3 separate regions of the Rattus norvegicus genome follow, and regions 1 and 3 are each linked to region 2. A link is a contact called in public Hi-C data. All regions are on one chromosome and are shown on one strand. The core of a region is the stretch at or near the end of the contact, and the rest is flanking DNA. Distances in the headings are between cores, read along the strand shown. Region 1 overlaps Numb (NUMB, endocytic adaptor protein). Region 2 holds the start of Numb (NUMB, endocytic adaptor protein). Region 3 overlaps Numb (NUMB, endocytic adaptor protein).

The links. A called contact is a pair of places that touch in the nucleus more often than the background predicts.
Region 1: a Hi-C map of Schwann cells shows a contact between it and region 2, with 3 times the contacts expected there. The contact joins the enhancer-like site here to the promoter of Numb in region 2. A contact is called at or near these places in 4 of 12 Hi-C or Micro-C datasets (the A7r5 cell line, Schwann cells, hepatocytes and 1 more).
Region 3: a contact with region 2 is called in a Hi-C map of prefrontal cortex, with 2.1 times the contacts expected there. The contact joins the enhancer-like site here to the promoter of Numb in region 2. A contact is called at or near these places in 4 of 12 Hi-C or Micro-C datasets (frontal cortex, kidney, liver and 1 more).

The regions. Positions count from the first base shown.
Region 1 is chr6:109,166,500-109,171,272 of GRCr8, forward strand. It overlaps Numb (NUMB, endocytic adaptor protein), which reads right to left. Exons shown (of 11, transcript NM_001411956.1): 9 at 3,417-3,707; 10 at 1,230-1,379. Among named protein-coding and RNA genes, the nearest start is that of Papln, 40 kb to the left of the region's middle. Within about 2 kb of position 3,277, at least 6 of the 93 cell types and tissues checked have an H3K27ac peak or open chromatin away from gene starts, as enhancers often do. A contact at or near this core is called in Schwann cells, where this site is marked.
Region 2 is chr6:109,280,984-109,285,769 of GRCr8, forward strand. Numb (NUMB, endocytic adaptor protein) reads right to left here and starts at 3,480. Exons shown (of 11, transcript NM_001411956.1): 1 at 3,407-3,480. LOC134479228 (a long non-coding RNA gene) reads left to right here and starts at 3,690. Exons shown (of 3, transcript XR_010052280.1): 1 at 3,690-3,979; 2 at 4,700-4,786.
Region 3 is chr6:109,215,879-109,220,240 of GRCr8, forward strand. The region is part of intron 2 of Numb (NUMB, endocytic adaptor protein); the gene reads right to left. Among named protein-coding and RNA genes, the nearest start is that of Numb, 66 kb to the right of the region's middle. Within about 2 kb of position 1,328, at least 24 of the 93 cell types and tissues checked have an H3K27ac peak or open chromatin away from gene starts, as enhancers often do. A contact at or near this core is called in prefrontal cortex, where this site is marked.

The DNA of each region.
Region 1 (4,773 bases), core at 2,027-4,526, 110 kb before region 2:
ACACTCAGGGCAATGGTGTTGTTTACCTGGGGCTGTGAAACAGCAACAAAACTACATCAGCTACTGGAAGTCCTGTAAGGACAAAGGACTGTGTTCTGTTCAGGCTCTATACCCAGTGCCCTATAAGCAAGCAGACAGCAGTGGGATGTAAGTGGGTCAGCAAGATCTGAGTTTAAATCCCAGCTGCACAGCTTACACAAGTCACACAGCCCACCTGAGCCTTATTTTTCTTCTTTGTAATGGCTACCTTAAAGAGCTATTTGAGGATTAAATAAGACAATGGGTGAGCATTTTCCACTGTGGCGGGCACTGCTAAGTGCTCAATATATTAAGCTTATTTTTCCTAGTACGGTAAATGTCTGTTGTGTGAACTTTTAGAAAAGCTATGTGATGACATAGAGGACACAGATTACAAGCATTATGCCAAAAGATTGAGCAAAGCAAAGGGGTACGGTAGCTTCTTCCTGGAGTAACAGCTCTGTCCTGCAGTGCAGCCCTTTCTACTTGGAAAGTTCCCAAAAGAAATGGGGATGGGCAATAACTGTCAGGAGCCATTGATTTACTGTAAGTTAGGAATTTAATTTAGCATCTTGGGGTGGAGTGGGGGTGGGGGGGAGGCACCAACTCCAACCCTGAAGTAATTCTATTGTCACAAAGGCCAATTTAGAAACCACAAGATGAACCAGGGAGCTAGAAGAGAGGCTTCTACTTTATGAATCTCTTTCAGGACAGAGAAGGTGAGTCCAGGTCTCAATGTCAGCACCACTGACATTTTGGGATGGATGATAAGCTGATATAGGTGCTGTCTTGCATGTTGAAGGATGCTTGGCAGTACTCCGCATGCTACAGTAATCCCCAATGTCTCCACACAATGAATACCAGATTTTTCCTGAGGGGCAGAACTGTCCTTGGTGGAGAATCCCAGAGCTTGAACCAATCCTGAGAGCTGTTAGTTCTGTTAAACTAACTGGCAGGCTGTTCTGTCCCTTAGGTCAAGAGGCAAATAAAGCAGTGGACTGAGGCTACAGAGACTCCCAGACGCGTGGACAGACAGATGTACACATGCCAAGTGATGAAAAATGGACAGCTTAGACAGAGAACAAAAGCCCAAAGTTGTGGCTGACAGGAAGGAGGGGTAATGGCAAGCCAGGGAGGCCGACTTCCAGCTCATGAGACACATGCTAACAGGGTTAGTTTAAAGAGAAAAACTCAAGCCAGAGGTCACTAACCTTGTAACACAGGAGACTGTGGTGCCACTAATGTCACTGGTTTGGTCATTGGGGCAGAGGAGAAGGGGTCCTCACAGGGTGTGCTGAAGGCACTGGTGATCTGGGAGCACAGGGAGCTGATGCTTTCTGCCTCTCCTTCCACCTCAGGCACTGCAAGGCAAACAGGAAATGGTTCTGGACAGAAAATGGAGGAGTCCTAAGCTATGACAGTACGGTGCAGGCAGCCATTTCTCACTTTAACTCTTGTCCCTGCAGAAGGACGAGTCTCAACTGTCAGGCTACACGATCAGCTTCAGTAAATTAATTAACACCTCAACTTTCAGACCGGAAAGTAGAAAACATCAATAACTCATGCACTAAGATGCCTTTCTCTGCAAATCCCTAATTTACTTCTTCTTGAGACATTGTCGGGTTTTTTATGTGAGGCCTTTTGTACAGCTGGGTCAACCCGTTCCCAGAAGCTACAACCCAATCAAGTTCTAGAGCTGATAAACATTTTTTTTTTTTCAGAAAAATAGGGTTAAGTCTAGATACAAAAGCTTTTCTCTGAATAAATTAGGGCATGTTAACATTCTCATTTTCTTTTCTTTTTTTGGAGGGCAGGGGTGTTTCAAGAAAGGGTCTCTCTATAACTCTGGCTATCCTGTCCCTGTAGACCTGGCTGGTCTCAAACTCAGAGATTGTCCTGCCTCTGCCTTGCAAGTGCTGGGATTAAAGGCCTGTGACACTATTGCCTGGCACTCTCATCTTTAAAGTTTATAGTAGAAATGTAGGACGCTAGGGCTGGAGAGATGGCTCAGTGGTTAAGAGCACCAACTGCTCTTCCAGTAGGCCCTGAGTTCAAATCCCAGCGACCACATGGTGGCTCACAACCATCTGTAATGAGATCTGATGCCCTCTTCTGGTGTGTCTGAGGACAGCGACAGTGTACTCCTATAAATAAAAATTAAAAAAAAAAAAAAAGAAATGTAGGACGCTAAAGACTCTTTTTTTTTTTTTAAAGATTTATTCATTTATTATATATAAGTACACTATTGCTGTCTTCAGACACACCAGAAGAGGGCATCAGATCTCTTTACAGATGGTTGTGAGCCACCATGTGGTTGCTGGGAATTGAACTCATGACCTCTGGAAGAGCAATTGGGTGCTCTTAACCGCTGAGCCATCTCTCCAGCCCAAAGACTCTCTTAATACTAATTCTGGAAAGCCAAGCAGAAAGACTGCTTTGGCCCAGAGTTTGGGTTCAAGTAATTTCAGATCCTGGGGGAGGGGAAAAGGGGAAGGTAGAGGCAGGGCGGGCCTCTGAGAACATTTCCTCATTACTGAGCAAACAATTTATGTGTACTGAGCCTTTGCTGATCTGTGAAAAGAGAAAGATTTTGTGCCTCATCTGCCCCAGAGGGAGACTGCAAAGAGGTACTTGAAGCACCTGGAGTTTGTTTTGAGGGTGCTGAAAGCTGAAAAGACTTGCCATGACCACCTAACTCCAACTGTTCTTTATGCTTAGTTTTACTGCGCAGAGGTCCGTCTTTTCTGTGCTCGCACAGTGCTGTCAGTAGGAGTGCCTACTGATCTACAGCTTCGTCCTGGTCACTTAAGGAGACAGCGTGCGTGACACACTTCAGAGGGAAGGAAGGATGGCAGGGCTGGTAAAGCACCAACCAGACCTAACACTTTAGCTGTAGCTCGTATGAACTGCAGACACACAGACACACAGCGGCCATGAATAAGTGTGAGCAACCACCTCCTGCTGATGGATAGACCTTAGATCTCTATATGAGACCATTTAGTTTCTTCCTATGAAGCCAACCTCCCACAGATACAAGAACACTTATCCATTTCTTCTGTTCCTTTGACAGTGCTGCTATTAACCTGTAAATGTTTCTAAAGCCTATTTAATTCTCTGGGGTCCTATGAGCACAGTAAGAATGGAGATTTGGAGCCCTTTATGTACAGAAATAGGCTGGTTGAGAGACAGTACATCTACATCAGGACAAACCACAGACTTTGTGACTTAGGCTAGAAATTCCATTGTGGCTCTGTCACTACTTATGGAAGAGAAATTAATTATTCATGGCCCTAGTTTGCTGTCATATGAAATGACACACACTGTGACAGCTTCAGAGAGACAGGCGTGAGTAACTTAGAGAGATTAGTATTGTTTCTGACGGAGCTAGAACACATTACCTGTGTTTTTTATTGGGAAATCAGTCTTCCTCTGCATAGTGGAAGGCAGCTCATTGATGCGTAGGGACAGCTGGCGTTTAAAGGGTGACATCTTCTGGCTAAGAGCAGGAAATCCCCGGAAAGAGCCTTGGCGAGCAAGCTGTTCAATTGGTGCATGCCGGCGTGGGATAGCATGAGGATTGTTCATCTCTAAAGAAGCAGTGGGATCCAGAGTTGGGGAGGTGGGAGAGGACGGCGATGGAGCACTGTTGCCAGGAGCCACTGATGGACCAACGGTCTTATCTGTCTCAGCTCGAGAAAACCAAAGAAAAAGACCTTAGACCTCAGCAATGACCTTCAAATATCCTGAGTTCACAGAGCTCCTCAGAAGCCCTCTTATTCTTCAACTCATCCACGTTCCCATGTTTGAATCTAATATATTCTAACAGGTGAAGGTTTAACAAAGCCTGCTTGTCTTATCCACCATTAAAACACAATTCCCAGCATCTACATGGCGGCTCACAGCCAACAGTAGCTCTAGTCCCATGGGATCCCAGTGCCCTCTTCTAGTATGCAGACACACAACCAGGCAAAACACCCATAAAATAAGTAAATAAATCTTTTTTTTTGGCGAGGAGGTTCAAGACAAGGTTTCTCTGTGTAGCCCTGGCTGTCCTGGAACTTGCTCTATAGACCAGGCTGGCCTTGAACTCATAGAGATCTGCTGCCTCTGCCTTCCAAGTGCTCCACCACTGTCCAGTGTAAATAAATAATCTTAAGACATAATAACCCAGCTCCAATGGAGTCCTCACACAAGGTCCTTAAGAGGTGGTGTGGGACTGCAGAGATGATCCAGCAGTGAAGAGTATTTGCTGCTCTTCTAGAGACCTAAGTCTGGTTCCCAGCACCCACATCAGGTGGTTCACAACATCCTGGAACTCTAGCTCCAGGGGATCTAGACACTCTTCTCAACTTTATAGGCGCCCGCACTTACATATCACACACCTCCCCTATGTATACAAATTAAAAATGAAAATTAGGGCTGGAGAGATGGCTCAGTGGTTAAGAGCACTGACTGCTCTGCCAGAGGTCCTGAGTTCAATTCCCAGCAACCACATGGTGGCTCAAAACCATCTGTAATGGGATCTGATGCCCTCTTCTGGTGTGTCTGAAGACAGTGATGGACAGTGTACTTGTATATAATAAATAAATAAATCTAAAAAAAAGAAAATTAATTTTAAAAAGGATGATGAGTCATCTAGATGGCAAACCCTATTGCCAAACACACACGGTCTGGCACAGGTCACAGAGATGAAGTTAGAATTATGTTGCCTCGTCTTTAAAGCACAAGATGCTATGTAGGCTTCTGGGGAAACTG
Region 2 (4,786 bases), core at 2,230-4,729:
TTGGAATCAAAATTTTGTTAGTTTGGAACCATCTGAAATAGAATTAAAAAGAGAAAAAAACTGAAAAGTATTGATGCACAGCTGCAGCAATATTCCTTCACAACTTCATAAAACATTAACGAAAGGTTGCATAATCCCCTGGATTAAAGGTTTTTAAAGAGACCTGCAAGGGTTGTCTTTTTCAGTTTTCAGTGCTGCTTTCTTTATTCTTATATCCACAGAAACAGATCTAAATCAATTCCATCTTGTTTGAAAACAAGCCATCTAGTCCTCAGTTTTGTTTTGTTTTGTTTTGTTGTTACTGTCACTGAGAAAAGGTCTTCACCAGGAGTGGTGGCACACCCCTTCACTCTTAGCACTCAGGAGGCAGAAGCAGGTAGGTGATCTCTTGAGTTCCTGGTCTAGAGAGCCAGTTCCAGGACAGCCAGGGCTACATAGAGAAACCTTGTCTCAAAAAGATTTAAAAAAAAAAAAAAAAAAGAGGGGGATTCTAGCCTGTGTAACCCAGGCTAGCCCCTAATCAACATCAATCCTCCTGCTTCATCCTCTCGTGTCTAAATTATATTTAAGTGTCTAAATTATTTTAGACACTTAAATTATATTTATTTATATTTATATATCTAAATATATATTTAAACAAGTCTCTAAATTATAACTGTGTACCATCATGCCTGACAGTTATCTGGTTTTCAAGAGAAAAAGTCCCCAGCTCAAAAAAAAAAAAAAGTAAAGAAAAAACACTGTTCTAAGAATAAGACAAAACATTCATATACACTTTAAATACAGCTTTAAATACTGTAAATTACATTTAGTTTCCTGAGACAAGTTAAGTATACAAGATATACTGAACCCATTTCACTCTCAGGAAAATAAAATCCACAAAACAAAAGCTCCTTCACAACCCACAAGTGTAGCTGAGCCTCTACCCCATCAGTATTTTTTCTCTCTCCTTTCTCCCTCCTTGGTTTTGTTGTTTAAAGCCTGGTCTTATTCTCTCGCTCAGGCTGGCCACTGCCTTCCAGCAATCCTCCTGCCTCAGATGTCAGAGTGCTGAGATTAGCCTCTAAAATTAAGCTATCCTTTCATTTTTCTCTCTTGCAATGTTTACTTTTGTGCTTATTTATCCTTTATACATGAAATATTCTAAACCAGTTCAATGTTGAGTTAGTTGATCAATGTTAATATGTCTTCTCAGTACAGAGAGAGGAAAACTGGCAACAGGAGGGCACAGGTGAAGCTGCAGAGGGCCATCTGAGGAACACCACTGTTTCTCTGCCTCACGTTCCCTGTAAGTGAGCATGCCAGGTTCAAGGGATCCAAAAAAGTTCCCCAGAATCAGAGCCTCAACACAATTCACAGTAATTCAAACTGCTGTATCACCACCTGAGAACTACCACAAAATAAATAACTTAATTCCTTAATATTGAAGGGATGCTTCTCCCATGCTGTGACTCAAAATAGTTTGTCAAACTTTTCTGACTGTAAGACAAAGATTTTACACTGTGACTTAAAATATATGTAAGAAGTTTCCCTAAACAAGAGTTTTCTTTATCAAGTAGTATATTCTATTTTATGTTCAATATTCCATTTTTTTAAGATCTCAAAAAAAAAATTCTTGGGTTAGGGGAGTAGCACTTTTTATAGAGCTCATGCCTAGCATGTGTGAGATATTTAATATCACCCACAGTACTGGGGGGGTATCCTTTATAATAAGATGTGTTCTCTCTCTCATCTCTTCAGCAAGATGGGCAGGTATTCTAGTATTTTAAGGTTCTGACTGCTACTACTTTTCACTAAAGCAAGTTGTTCTCAGAATATGATCCCTTGAAGAACACTAAGCATCGCTTGGGAGAAATTCTTGAACCCCACCCCTGGGCCTTCTGGATCGGAAATCTCAGGTGGAGCCAACCAACCTGTAGGAAGGTGTTTCCAGTCTTGGATCTTTCTATGTAACAAACCAGTGCTGAGTTCTGCACCAGTCACCACTCCAAAAATTCTACAAATTCATAAAAAAAAAAAAAAAACACACACACACACACAACTTTTTTGGAATACTTGTAGTCTCAGCACTCAGGAGACAGAGGCAGAGGGATCTCTATAAGTTCAAGGTGAGCTTGGTCTCACCAGGGCTTCAGAGCAAGACCCTTTCTGAAAAACGTATGAATGAATAATAAAATAAATACAATTTAAATCCCTCTCAGTAAAAACTGTTAGTATTACCAGAGAAGTAATAGTACAAGAATTCTAAGTTATTTTCAATTTAGCAGGGCATGCCTATCCGCTTCATGAATACCCTCTATCTGATCAAGTCACAGAAGTCCTTTAGTTCGGCTATCCCTTCCCCTTTCCTCTCAAATTCCCCATCCTGTTGATGTTCTTATTTTCCAGTATTTTCGCTGTCATCCTAAAACTTATTTCTAAAGCCCTAGCCTCCAAGACACTGTAACCTTGCTTTTAAGGACGGAGTCTCTGGTCCAGCTTGGCATATTAGTAATAATTAGTTTCTCCTGTTTTCGGAAGCCCTCACTTGCACCATTGTTAAATTCTCAGATCCACTGGCTTGGCCAGCTTCCACAAGACTACAAGACCACTCACCCACTCCCGGGCAAGTTTCCCCAGATCTCTCTTAACTCCCTTCCTCCAGGGAAATTACTCTTCCCCTCTTACCTCCAACCCTTTTTGCTTAAGGGGAACTTCCACTTTGCCGCTGAACCCTTATCCTAGTCTCAAATCCCAACTCGTGCGACTCGAAGCCGTCACTTTGAGGGTCCTCCCTCAGTCCAGACTCCAGTCCCAGACCCGCTGTGGGGGGCAGGGCGCCGCGGTCCCTCCCCGGAGGAGTTCGTTCAAGGTCTCCACCCCGCAGACCCTTCCTCCTCCGACAGCTGCCCTTCTCACGGGGGTTCGCACCGTACTCGGCGCCTTTCCTCCATTCCCTGTCACCCCGGACCCCCGCCACCCTCGGTCTCCTCACCTCCCACCACTCTCCGACAGGGGCCACTCCCAGTTCTCTCGGCCCCCTAGGCTCCCAGAGCACCGAGAAACCCCGGTATCCCCTCGTCTCTCCGGCCCCGGGGCCACTTGCTCCGGGTCGCCCCCACTCGCAGACCCCCGCCGCTCGGGTCTCTTCAGGAAGCCGCACACACACAGGCTCCCGTCACTGTACCCAGGGCTGCCTCTGGGCAGCCCAAGGGACCTCCCGGCCTGCCCCCGCCGGAGTCCCACGCCAACCTACCTTCCCAGCGCGAACTCCGACGGCAGGAACCCGGCCGATCTCCCGCCGCGCCCGACCCCGACGCACCCGGGCCCGCAGCCCTGGCCCCCGGCCTCTGCCTCCGGAGCGCACAGCTAGAGTTTCCGGCCCGCCACCGCCTCCGCACCTCAGGCCCGCCGCGCCCGCACTCACCTGCCGCTGGCCCTGCACAACTCCGGCGCCTCAGACTCTACCTCCGCCGCCAGTAGTCACCAAGCGCCACCACCTCCCCCATGACAACAGGCCCGCCCCATCCCACACTTCCAACTTATCCATTGGCTGGAGGGGCGGCGGCTCTCTGCTATGATTGGTTGACTCTTCCTGCCTGTCATCCTGTCTTTACCGCCCCTTTTCCTGGACCGAGTCTTCGCCCCCGCCCGGACCTGGACCGGCCTAGATCGTGCTTTAGTTGTAATTGGTTGATGATTGGGCAGTTCGAAGTTATGATAGGCTACTGATAGTGTCTGTTACCTTAACAGGCAAGGAGTGTGCTGGCCGCGGTTGGTTCAAGCCCCGTGCACAGTTTGGTTGCGCAGTAGAAGCAAAGAAGGGGCAGATGCTCACGTCCGAGGTTACCGGGAAGGGTTAACTCTTTGTTGTGGGGCTGGCGCAGTAAACTCTTACTTTTCTGGTTCTCTTCCTAAAAGGGGAAACATCTCTGCCAGCTTAAGGAGGGAACGACTTCAGGGGTTGTGTCTAAGAACGGTCCCATTCCTCAACAGAAAGGTATCTCATAGATTAAAATTTCCCTCGTGTTTTCTTCAAGTTTCCCTGAAGTTCTTTCCGGTAGTCTCCACGCTTAAGGTTAGGGCAGAGCGCAGCAGTCTGTTTCCATTGCATTTATAAATATCGTCAAGAAATAATATTTATAATTGTGTCTGTCGTTTTAAGAGTTTCCCAGCTTCCAGACCCACTCTCCTGGGTCTGCCAAGTGACCAAACAACCATCAAGATTTGAAAACATGGGCAGCAATTTATCCTTATAGTGCTTTGGAAATAAGAAGTTCACGCGCCCACTATCACTTCCTAGCACTACCTGAGTTTTAAGTTTAGGAGTTCTTGTATTACTAGCTGTCTGCCAGATACTAATCAATCAATCAATCAATCTGTGTGTGTGTGTCTCTCTTTCTCTCTCTCTCTCTCTCTCTCTCTCTCTCTCTCTCTCTCTCTCTCTCTCTCTCGTCCGTCCCTCCTCTCTCCCTTTCTCCTTTCGCTCTCTTTCTACCTCTCCTATTCTTAGCAGTCTAAATTAGGACCATTGAATGAATCGCAGGGCTTTTCCCCCCATCACTTGGTACAATACACGAAAATAAATGATTGCACTTCTTATTCATTTGGGTACAAATCTCAGTAGGCATTTTTTGAGAAATCTGGTGTTGCTATAAAAATTCTGCTCCTAGAAATGCATTCGTCATTAGCTCTCTCTGCTTTCCTTTTTCCTTTTCAGCGCTTTTCCTACTCCGAAATAAGAAAATGCTGGCCTGGTTACTCTCTCAGTTTCTAAGTCAAGTTTAAATATACCTTCTCCACAACT
Region 3 (4,362 bases), core at 78-2,577, 67 kb before region 2:
TGGTCCATTCCTAGGACACAAACACCCTCTGCTCCAAAAGCATTATTTGGCAACTCATTAGAGAGCTGATTCTTCTCAATAACCTTGGCTTGCCTACCCTTCTTGTACTGTCCTTGTTCCTCATTCTTCTTGATCATGAGACAGAAAACTTGGCTCTGACTCAAGAAACTGGTAACACGAGATACCATCAAAACTGCAAAGTGTACCACTATTTTATATTACACTAAGAAAAATGCTGCTGAAAGTGTTAATGTTCATTAATTATGAAAAAAATCATCAAAAATAAAATGAGAGGGACTTCCTAGTTTACAGAGATGTTAAAGTCTATGAAGACAAAGAGGTAGACAGGGAGGAAAAGTATAAACAGAAAGAGAAAAAGGAAACTATTGTTCTATTAACAACACTAAGTGAGTTTTCTAGAAACCACTGTAAGTATAAAGACATAGATCACTGGTCCTTCATTTAAGCCTCATGAGCATGAGGAGAAGCCACCAAGCCGCGGTCACAGCAGCTGCTGTTGATCGTCTTCCTTTGCCTGTTCACCCTGCTCATCCTTCTAGCCTTAGACTGTCTGGATCATTGTGCTTCAGATGCCTCTCTTCTGGATTATAGAAGACAATTGAATCTTGTTTTGTAATTCAAATAGAATGTGACAGAAAGATACACATGTGTATATATAAACATATACACACTTTTCAAAAGACCACACATGGATTTATGCAGATTATAGCTGATCATGACAGAAAGATAAAAATAAAAACCTTGCACTTGAAAATATATAATTAATAATAAAAGGCTCATGGGCCATGGCCACTTTTAAATTAGATTAGAAAATAAAACTAGGGGTTAGGGATTTAGCTCAGTGGTAGAGCACTTGCCTAGCAAGCGCAAGGCCCTGGGTTCGGTCCCCAGCTCCGAAAAAAAGAAAAGAAAAAAAAAAAAAAGAGAAAAGAAAAGAAAACTAGGATACTTCTGCCTAGCATGTGTGAGGACCTGGGTTAAATTCCCAGAACTACAGAAAGAAAAAAAGGAGGAGAAAGAAAAGTTGTTAAGTGTCTATCTTAAGGAATCATAAATAGAAAAAAGCCCATAAAAATGAGAAGAAAATAGCATTCCTAATAACACTTTAGGCTAGATTATCCGGCCAATTTTCTTACTGTAAAACAACACAAAGTAATTAGCAAAACTGCAATTTTTAAAAAAAAAATCTTATGAGTACTAGCGAGCCAACAATATGGCGCAGAAACTACTAGACAGAAATGTATGAGAAGGGTGACAAAGGCTCTGCAGTTGAAAGCAGTTGAGAGCACTGGCTGCTCTTCCAGAGAGCTGGATTCATTCCCAGAATGCACACGGTGACTCACTGCTACCCATACCAGATCCAGGGCATCTAATGCCTCTTTGGGTTTCCAAGTGCTCTTGTACACATACTGTGTACATACATACACTCAGACACATACACACAGAATAAGAAAATACTTTTAAAAATCATGGGAGGGCATGGATATGACCAAAACATCCACACACATATACATACGTGCATCTCTATATCAAGCACCAAGTTAATCTATGAACACAGACTTAAATCAGGAAACAGTCTCCTACGCTCCCTTATGCACAAACTCAAGGCTCTGCCAAGCCTTCCCTGCCATTACGGCCTCACACGTGGGAAGGATGTGCACCAAAACCACCCTCTCTAAGTTGTTTCTGTCAGGTGCTGTCATCACAGTGATGTGAAAGTAACTAATACAATACATAAGGTCCCTGTAAATGTCAGACCTGGAAACTGCTACGTGATTCACAACAGATCTGAATTTGATCAAATTAGTGATTTTTCTCTAGGTCTAATTTATACAAGCTTAATTTTGGTTTGTGTATACTGTAGCCTAAACTTTGCTCAAAGCAATGTCCTGTTAGATAATTTAAAATAATGACTGTTTCTTTACTAGCTGTTAAAAGATGAAAATACGTAGTGTAGACAAGTAGAAGTTTCTTACATGTATTAAATTACCCAACGTTCACAGCAATCTCATCAGGTGAACAACAGCACTATTACTGTTTTACAGAAAGGGAACCTCAGGTATGCAGCTAAGTAGCTTCACCAATGTCACACAAGTAAACATAGAAGCTTAAACCTCTCTATCCAGGTTATCTCTCTTCAAAATCCACAGCCTTAGCTACTATGCTACACTGCTTCTCATAATCCTCAAAAAGGACAGAAACCTCACCATTAAAAATTACCCACATTATTAATACCAATACAACCCATCACAGGTTGGTGCATCACTGCTAGTTCCAAGTGTCTAAGCCTTCATTAGTAGTTTTGAAGTTGGACAGACCTGGCTCTGAATCTTGGCTGTGCCTTTTACAAGCTGTGTGACTTTGGACAAATTTCGTAACTTCACCAAGTGTCAGTTTCCTCATCTGCAAAATGAGAATAATAAATGTCTTACACAATTGTTCTTAGTGACACAAATACAAAAAAAAAAAAAAGGTTTTCAACCTTTGTCAGAAAATGGCTCTGCTGCAAGTGCAATGAGTAACGAGTAGCTTCGAGATCCTCTCCCTGATTAAACACAACACAGAATGACAGACGCGAGCTTTGCAGGCACATGCTAGTCTACTACTATTACTACTGAGATATACTCCTTGGCCTAACCACTGGATCCTGGGAGTAAAACAAAAGGAAAGGTCAAGGGAGAAGGGATAAAAGAGCAAGTTCAGTTTCAAAACTTCCTGGCACAGTTAGGAAGGAGTTTTTATAGGAACAAAAGAGAAAAGGTAGAAAATGGACCCAGAGATGTGGAATGCAAGGGAAACCTACTCAAAATCACAGAGGCAGCTCTAGGATTAATTCTAAAGTCTTACCCATTCTTTCCTTTTTTTCTTTCTTTCCAGTTTGCATCCTGAGTTTTATTTCTGATGTGGAACAGATTCTTTCCATCCCTCAAATGTCACCGTGGAAGGGCCTAGGATGAAGCTCTCATCTCCAGGGATGATGAGAGAAAGATACAGTCTGCAGTTCCTGGCGCTCTCCCTTCTCAACAGGAATTAATTCTCATCCATTCTCACAAAACAAAACACACCTTAGGTATTAGGCAGAGGTGTCCTTGTCCTCCATTGGACATCAAATTATGGGTCACTAAAGGGGAAGTGAGGGGGAGGGGAACAGTGCCTCAGACCATTCTTGAATTCCATGACTACACCCATACCCCCAAGAGATTTTAAAAAGGGCGGTAGGCGGGGCAGACTGAACCTGGAAGAAAAGCTCTGGGAGACTGCTGGTGGAGGCAGGAAGGAAGTCAGGGCTGAGCCAGACCTTGAGCCTCAGGTTGGGCAGTTCAGGCCAGGATCACATAGGCACCAGGGGAACCTCTGAAAACTGCAGCTGAATCTGGGCTCAAAGGGAGCTGAGTAGGACGGAGCAGAGAGGACCACCAAACTGCCACTTTTTTTCCTTTTTTTCATATCAACTAAGACAATTTTTTTTTCATTTTCCTATATCAAACAGAAGCTCCTCTATGTTTTAAAGAGTCATTTATAATTTGATTTTTTTTTGTTCTATATATTTCTTCCTAGTGCCAAAGAAAATACAAGGCCAGTAAAGGATAAATATAGAATTACAGCTAAGAACTGGAACTGGATCTTCACACATGAAACATGGTGAAAATAAATCTGTTTTCTAAAATATCATTTACAGATTCACTTATTTTATGTATGTATGAGTGTTTTGCGTGCGGCCATGTGTGTGTGTGTGTGTGTGTGTGTGTGTGTGTGTGTGTGTGTATACATGCATCACACACATCCAGTGGTTGTGGAGATCAGAAGAGGGCATTAGATCTCCTGGAACTGGAATTACAGATGGTTGTGAGCCAAACTTGGGTCCTCTCCAAGAGCAGGCAGTGCTCTTGACCACTGAGCCAACTCTCTAGCCCCAGGAAATCTGTTCTTAAAAATGTTTTATTAATTATTAGTATTTCTATAATGGGTGTGAGCCCATGTGCCACAGCATATTTGGAATTCAAGAGATAACTTTATAGAATCAATTCTCTCCTCTTTCCACCTTTATGTGGGTTCCCATGACTAAACTTGGGTGAAACATTGTTGTCTTCACCTACTGAGACATCTGCTAGCAACAAAACAGAAATCTGTATACTGAAGGACTCTGGCTCATGGTGCATGCAAAGTTAAGTTATAAAATGGTTTTCAAGACTAAGGACAATTCAGGTCAAGTATTTATATAACGTTCTCTTTGTGCAATATAATTATAATATTGAGAGTATCAGGAGTACAGAAGAACAGTGATATTATCTCTTCAGGTTCTCATAATTCCAAAACTATATAAAAACAAAAACCTTTATG